Regions from separate parts of the Sus scrofa genome. Here region 1 is linked to region 2. The links are chromatin contacts, called in public Hi-C maps. All regions are on one chromosome and are shown on one strand. Each heading gives the region's core, a stretch centred on a gene start, on an enhancer-like site or on the middle of the called end of the contact. The rest is flanking DNA. Distances are from core to core; before and after follow the strand shown.

Evidence for each region. Hi-C and Micro-C count contacts between places; a contact is called where the count stands out from the background.
Region 1: a Hi-C map of liver shows a contact between it and region 2, with 1.7 times the contacts expected there. The contact joins the promoter of SYNGR1 here to the promoter of TAB1 in region 2. A contact is called at or near these places in 1 of 5 promoter capture datasets (liver) and 2 of 47 Hi-C or Micro-C datasets (liver and skeletal muscle).

The regions. Positions count from the first base shown.
Region 1 is chr5:8,900,756-8,903,826 of Sscrofa11.1, forward strand. SYNGR1 (synaptogyrin 1) reads right to left here and starts at 1,435. Exons shown (of 4, transcript NM_001244066.1): 1 at 1,317-1,435. The coding sequence starts at 1,415.
Region 2 is chr5:8,851,454-8,854,186 of Sscrofa11.1, forward strand. TAB1 (TGF-beta activated kinase 1 (MAP3K7) binding protein 1) reads right to left here and starts at 1,323. Exons shown (of 11, transcript NM_001244067.1): 1 at 1,235-1,323. The coding sequence starts at 1,267.

The DNA of each region.
Region 1 (3,071 bases), core at 185-2,684, 49 kb after region 2:
CTGAAGCCCTCGAAGGGCTCCCTACCTGGTGGGCACTTGGAGGAAAGGATTTCAATGGGGCCACACTCCCTGTGGCACATAAAGGGAAGGTAGCTCCCCTCTTCCTCGGGGAGGTGGGAGATAAACATCCAAGCTGTCCCACCCATCACACCCTAATACGGGCCTGGAAACCCAGGAAGTGAGGGAGCTTCAGCACCCCACCAAACACAGCTGGCTTCACGCATAGCCTCCTGGGGTGGCCGATGGTACCCCTGCCCAGTGTCCCTTATCCAGGACCCAGGCCTGTAGGGGCAAGACCCTCTATTGAGGGTGTCTGGGCAATGGCCAGCCAGCCTAGGGAGCCCCAGGTACCCCTCCCCAGGCAGCAGCCAGCCTCCTTCCCCTGGGGTGCAGCCCAGGCCCTGTGAAACCCCTCACCCCCTGTGCTGACTGCTCGCGCCTCCTCTCCCAACCCCAGGTTTGAACAGGGATCCTACTCAGTACTGGGGGGGTTGGGGGCAATTCTGCCTGAACCGACCCCTCAGCTCCGCACTGTGGGCAGGGGACCCTTCTCCTGGGCCCCTCCCTCCTCTGGCATCTAGATTTTGACACGGATTCCCAAAATAGCAGAGCCCAAGGAGGTCCCAAGGAGGCTCCTCCCACCGCTCTACAGCTCGGGAAACTGAGGCAAGCGAAAGGAGATGACGCGCTGCCCACCTCGCAATTTAACTCCTCGTTTCCCGTGAACATTTCTCGGGTGGTTTCCAGCCCAAGGTCACGCTGCGGAGAGGCAGTTCCCGGGCAGAAGCCAGGTATCCAGCTGCCGCCGCATCGCCCCACACGGTCCTGGCTAAGCCACGAAAACCCGGTTTCCTGCCCTCTCCTCCCTGAACGCCCCTGGCAAGCACGCGTGTACCCCCCGAGAGACGATCACGCCCTGATCCACCCCCCGAAAAATGCCACCCGAGACCAGGGTTTCGTCCCCACTGTCGCCGGTCCGCCCGGGCGGCCGCGCGCTACCAGAGCAACCAGAGCCGCGAGGTGCCTGGTCGCGGCCTGGAGGTCACGGCGCTGGGGGGCGCGCACGATGGGGGGACACAGGGAAGACAGGGCTCGGGGAGCAGGAGCGGGCACCCCCGGCGAGTGCCTGGACCCCCGCGCGGGCCCGGAAAGGAGATAGGAGTGGGCGCCAGTACCCCGGCGCGACGGCTCCCTGCCCGCGGCCGCGCCCCTGTCCCGCAGTCGGTGGGGTCGGGGTCTGTCCGGGCGCGCCGCCCTTCCCAGCGCCCGCACCCCGCCCCACCCCCGGCCTGGCCGGGCCGCCCAGCCGTCCTTACCCAGGACACGACGCGCAGGATGGTGTGCGGCTGCCGGACCAGGGTGTAGGGGTCGAAGGCGCCCCCGGCTTTGCCCGCTCCGTAAGCACCCCCTTCCATCGTGGCTGCACCCGCGCGGTGCCCCCCGCTCGGCGCGCGCCGCCGACCGGTGCGCGTGCGCGGCCCCCCCCCACCGCGTCCCCTGCTGGGCGACTGGCGCGGCCGAGGGCTCCACGAGGGGGCGTCGTGCGCGGAGGGCGCGTGGCCGGCGCGGCGCGGCGCGGACGGGGGGAGGGGCGGGGGCCGCGCGCGCCCTCGATCGCGGGGGCGCGGTTGCTGCGGACCCGGTCCAGGGCGCTCTTGTTTCTTGCGCGGTGACCTCTTTGCTAAGTGGGGGCGGCGGGGGCGAGGGGGGCCGAGGTGTGTGCAGAGGGCTATGTGCAGCCAATGCAGGACGTGTCCACGGTCCGGGGGCGGCCAGTCTACCCGTGCCTTGTTTCCTGTTGCTCTGTCTGTCCCCAATTATAGGGAGCGGGGTGGGGGGGGCGAGTTTATCATCCTCCTCACGGGGTGCTTGGCACACAGCAGAGGCCGCAGGAAGATTTCTGGAATGAATGAACCACGAAGGAATAACCCTCTTCTCAGAGCCTTCTAAAGCGCAGCTCCCCCCGCCCCCAGGACCTTTCCACCTGGCTTTCACACTGACGTCATGTGGTCCCCGCATCTGCTCACCCCCACCTCCAGCCCGCAGGGCCCGAGACACCTGGGAGAGGCTGAGGCCGAGGAAGGGCAATAAATTCTTCAAGAGACCACCCCCATCCCCGTCCCCTCCCACCGCCATTCCCTCCCCCTCCCCTCCCCTCCCCTCCCCCAACCCCCAGCACAACACCCTTTTCCTTAATCCAGTAATTATGGCATTATTTGTTCATTATCTTTGTCTGCTAGTCTTTGGATGTTATCTACCTTGTTCACTGCAGTAGCCGAGGGCCGGGCACGCAGCAGGTGCTCAATAACAAATCCTCGTCCCCATCACCCCCATCACCCCCTCAAAGCTTGGCCTAAGAGCTCCAGGTTTTGTGGAAACTGAGGCTGGCTGGAGGAGTGTTCGCCACAGTGGGACTAACACCTTCCAGGTCTGGCTCTTACGATGACCTGGAGTTCTCGGGGCCTCTCTCTGTGTCTCCACTGGTTCCAGGAGGGTTGAACAACGGTATCTCTAGAGGCCTTTGCAGCCCTGGTGATGACAGAGCATCCGGCATTCTGTCATCATGACAGGACACTAGATCACCAGGTCCTTAATGAGTGGGTGTGAGGACACCCCTTTTTTTTTTTAAATTTTTTTTTCAGGGCTGCACCTGAGGCATATTGGAGGTTCCCAATAGGGAACCTACCATACGCCACAGCCACAGCAACGCAGGATCCCAGCTGGGTCTGCGACCTACACCAGAGCTCATGGCAACAATGGAACCTTAACCCATTGAGCAAGGCCAGACATCGAACCCGCAACCTCATGATTCCTAGTCGGATTCGTTAACAACTGCGCCACGAAGGGAACTCCCACATTTTTTTTTTTTAATGGGCAAAAGATTTGAACAAGCACACTTCGCCAAAGAAGATATACAGGTGGGAACTAAGTACATGAAAAGATGTGCAACATCAGGGTTCCTGAGCCTGACTAGGAACCATGAAGTGGCAGGTTCGATCCCTGGCATCGCTCAGTGGGTTAAGCATCCGATGTTCCCGGGAGCTGTGGCATAGGCTGGCAGCTGCAGCTCC
Region 2 (2,733 bases), core at 73-2,572:
GAGCAATTTCATCGGGAACCCACATAAAGCCTCTCATTAGTATACAGCCACGAAGGTCACCCCTTTCCCTCCAGTTCTGATGCTTTAAGACCCCCAAGGGCAGGAAGGCCAAGGCCTGCTGCATCTCTGTAAGGCCAAGGCTGAGCACTGGATCTGCTTCAAATGCTTAACTCATTCCTTTACAAAGAAGTTACTGAATGCCTGGCACCTACCAGTGTGGTACATGCTTGGCGACACTATTCATTGTAGATCACACGTCCCTCTCTTCAAGTTCACTTTCCAGTAAAAGAGGCAGACAAGTCCACAGGAAAGAACATCAGATCGCCACATCTAAGAAGGGCCCGGAGGGTCCTGCAACCTGCCCTGGCTGGTCAGAATACTTCCATGGTGCCAACATGTGTGTGTGCATCTATGAGCAGATGTGTCAAAAGGATGCAGGGGCTGGAAGACATCAGTGACAAACCCAGGAGGATTCAGGCCAGGGAGAGGGATGAATTTCAGGACAATCTTCCCACTGCCTGCTTACCTAAAGGATAAGGAAACTGAGGCCAATGGAGGCACAGCTAATTAGAGCCGGGACCAGAACCCAGGCTGCCAGTCACTCCTTTCTAAAGCCTAGAGGTTAAGAAGGTTTCTGGAATCAGAATCACTGATTTCCTAGCTCTGCCACTTACCAGCTGCGTGACCTTGGGCAAATGACCACCTCTCTGTGCCTCAGTTTCCTCATGTGTAAAACAGGAAGAATTACCGTACCTATCTCAAGGGATGATGGGAAAATTAAACTTACAAATGAAAATGTATTGGCACAAAGCGTGGGATTCAATAAGGGATACCCAAGTGGCTGCTGCTGATTATTATCCTCGCACGACCGGCTCAGCGAGCCGGGCTGCCTCGCTACCCCCAGCTTCCTCGGCTGTCGCGCGCCACTGTCCCTGCGGGCTCAAAGCGCTCCCACCCTCGTCGGGCCCTTGACGTTCCCGGCCGCCGCACCGCGAATCCGAGCTCCCCACGGACCGGCAGGCAGCGCGCACGCGCAGGCCTTGCGGGGCCACACGCGCCCCAGGTTGGGAATGAAGGGGGCCGGCCCGGGAAAGGAAAGGATGGCGGCCAGACCCCGCCAAAGACGCAGAGGCGGCCCAAAGGCGGAGAGGGAGCTGCGCCTGCACCCGACAGGCTCCCCCCTCCCTGCCCCGGGCTCCCGACCCCCAGCCCGAAGAGCGGGTCGGTTCCTCACACTCTGCAGCAGACTCCTCCTCTGCGCCGCCATCTTGGAGGGACCCCCGCTGGCGCGCCCGCCTCCCGCAGAGCAGGCGAGAAGGGCGGCTAGAGCGGCCCGGAGCCGGCCGGGAGGACCGCGCTGCCACGGAGCATGCGCCCAGCGCCACCCCAAGGCCGAAGCGGGATGCGGCCGTCGCAAGGCGAGTGCGCAGGCGCGCTTTTCCAGCCTTTATTTTGCAGTAGGTAAAGGTTTTCTGTGTTGTCTCTCGTCCATCTTTCAGCGCCTCCTCCAGGGTTCCTTTCCGGTGGGACTCCTAAGGCCCTGGATTAGGGTGCTTTGTGAGCCCTATGGGAGCGAGGGAGGGCGAATTAGTATTCACTCAATAAATGTTAATTGGGTAACTGTGTCTGGCCCTTTAGGGTGAAGCAGCAAAACCAGACAGGCCCTCAAAAAGCTAACATTTTAATTGGGGAGGACAGCATTTACATGGGTAAGGCGTCTCGAGTGGTGCTGCTTGCTAGGAAGAGAGTTTATGGATGTGGTAGGCAGGTAGCGGGCCTCAAGGAGAGCGGGAGGGGACAGCTAGCGCACAGGGCACGAGGAAAGGGAGCAGGGTGGGTTCAGGAAGCCCGCGTGTCACAGAAGGCCCTGCTGCTGGAACAGAGATGGAGGAAAGAGTGAGGTGAAGGGGGTAGAGGGCAGGCTCTGATCTTGCCGCCCCAGGCAGGAGTTGGGCTATTCATCTGGAGGACAAAGGAGAGTTGACTTCTGAGCAAGCTATTGACATCATTCTGTTGGTAGAAAGATCCCTTTGACTACTGTGTACAAAATTGGTGTTCAGAAGAGGCTTGGAGGAGGGACAGGAAGACCAATTAGGAGATTCTTGTTCTAGATCTAGGCAGTGGGTGAGTTTTATTTAGGAGATGAAATTGTCAGGGTGTGATCATGGATTGCTTGTGGAGGGTGCCGGGAAGAGATGTGTCAAAGTTTCTTCCAGATTTCCTTTTTTTTTTTTTTTTTTGGCCACGACATGTGGAATTTCCAGACCAGGGATCAAACCCACACCACATCTGTGACAACACTAGATCCTTAACCTGCCGAGACACCAGGGAACTCCAAAGATTCTTCTGGATTTCTAGCAAGACCAGCTAGGTTTGAGGATAGGGAGAAATTTCCATTTGGACATGTTGAGTTTGAGGTGCTTCTGAGATGTGTAAGAAAAAAAGTCCGGGAGTTCCCGTCATGGCTCTGTGGTTAACGAATCCGACTGGGAACCATGAGGTTGCGGGTTCAATCCCTGGCCTTGCTCAGTGGGTTAAGGATCTGGCGTTGCCGTGAGCTGTGGTGTTGGTTGCAGATGCGGCTCGGATCCCGCGTTGCTGTGGCTGTGGTGTAGGCTGGTGGCTATAGCTCCGATTAGACCCCTAGCCTGGGAACCTCCATGTGCCACGGGAGGGGCCCTAGAAAAAGGCAAAAAGACAAAAACAAACAAACAAAAAATCACTCCCTCAGTC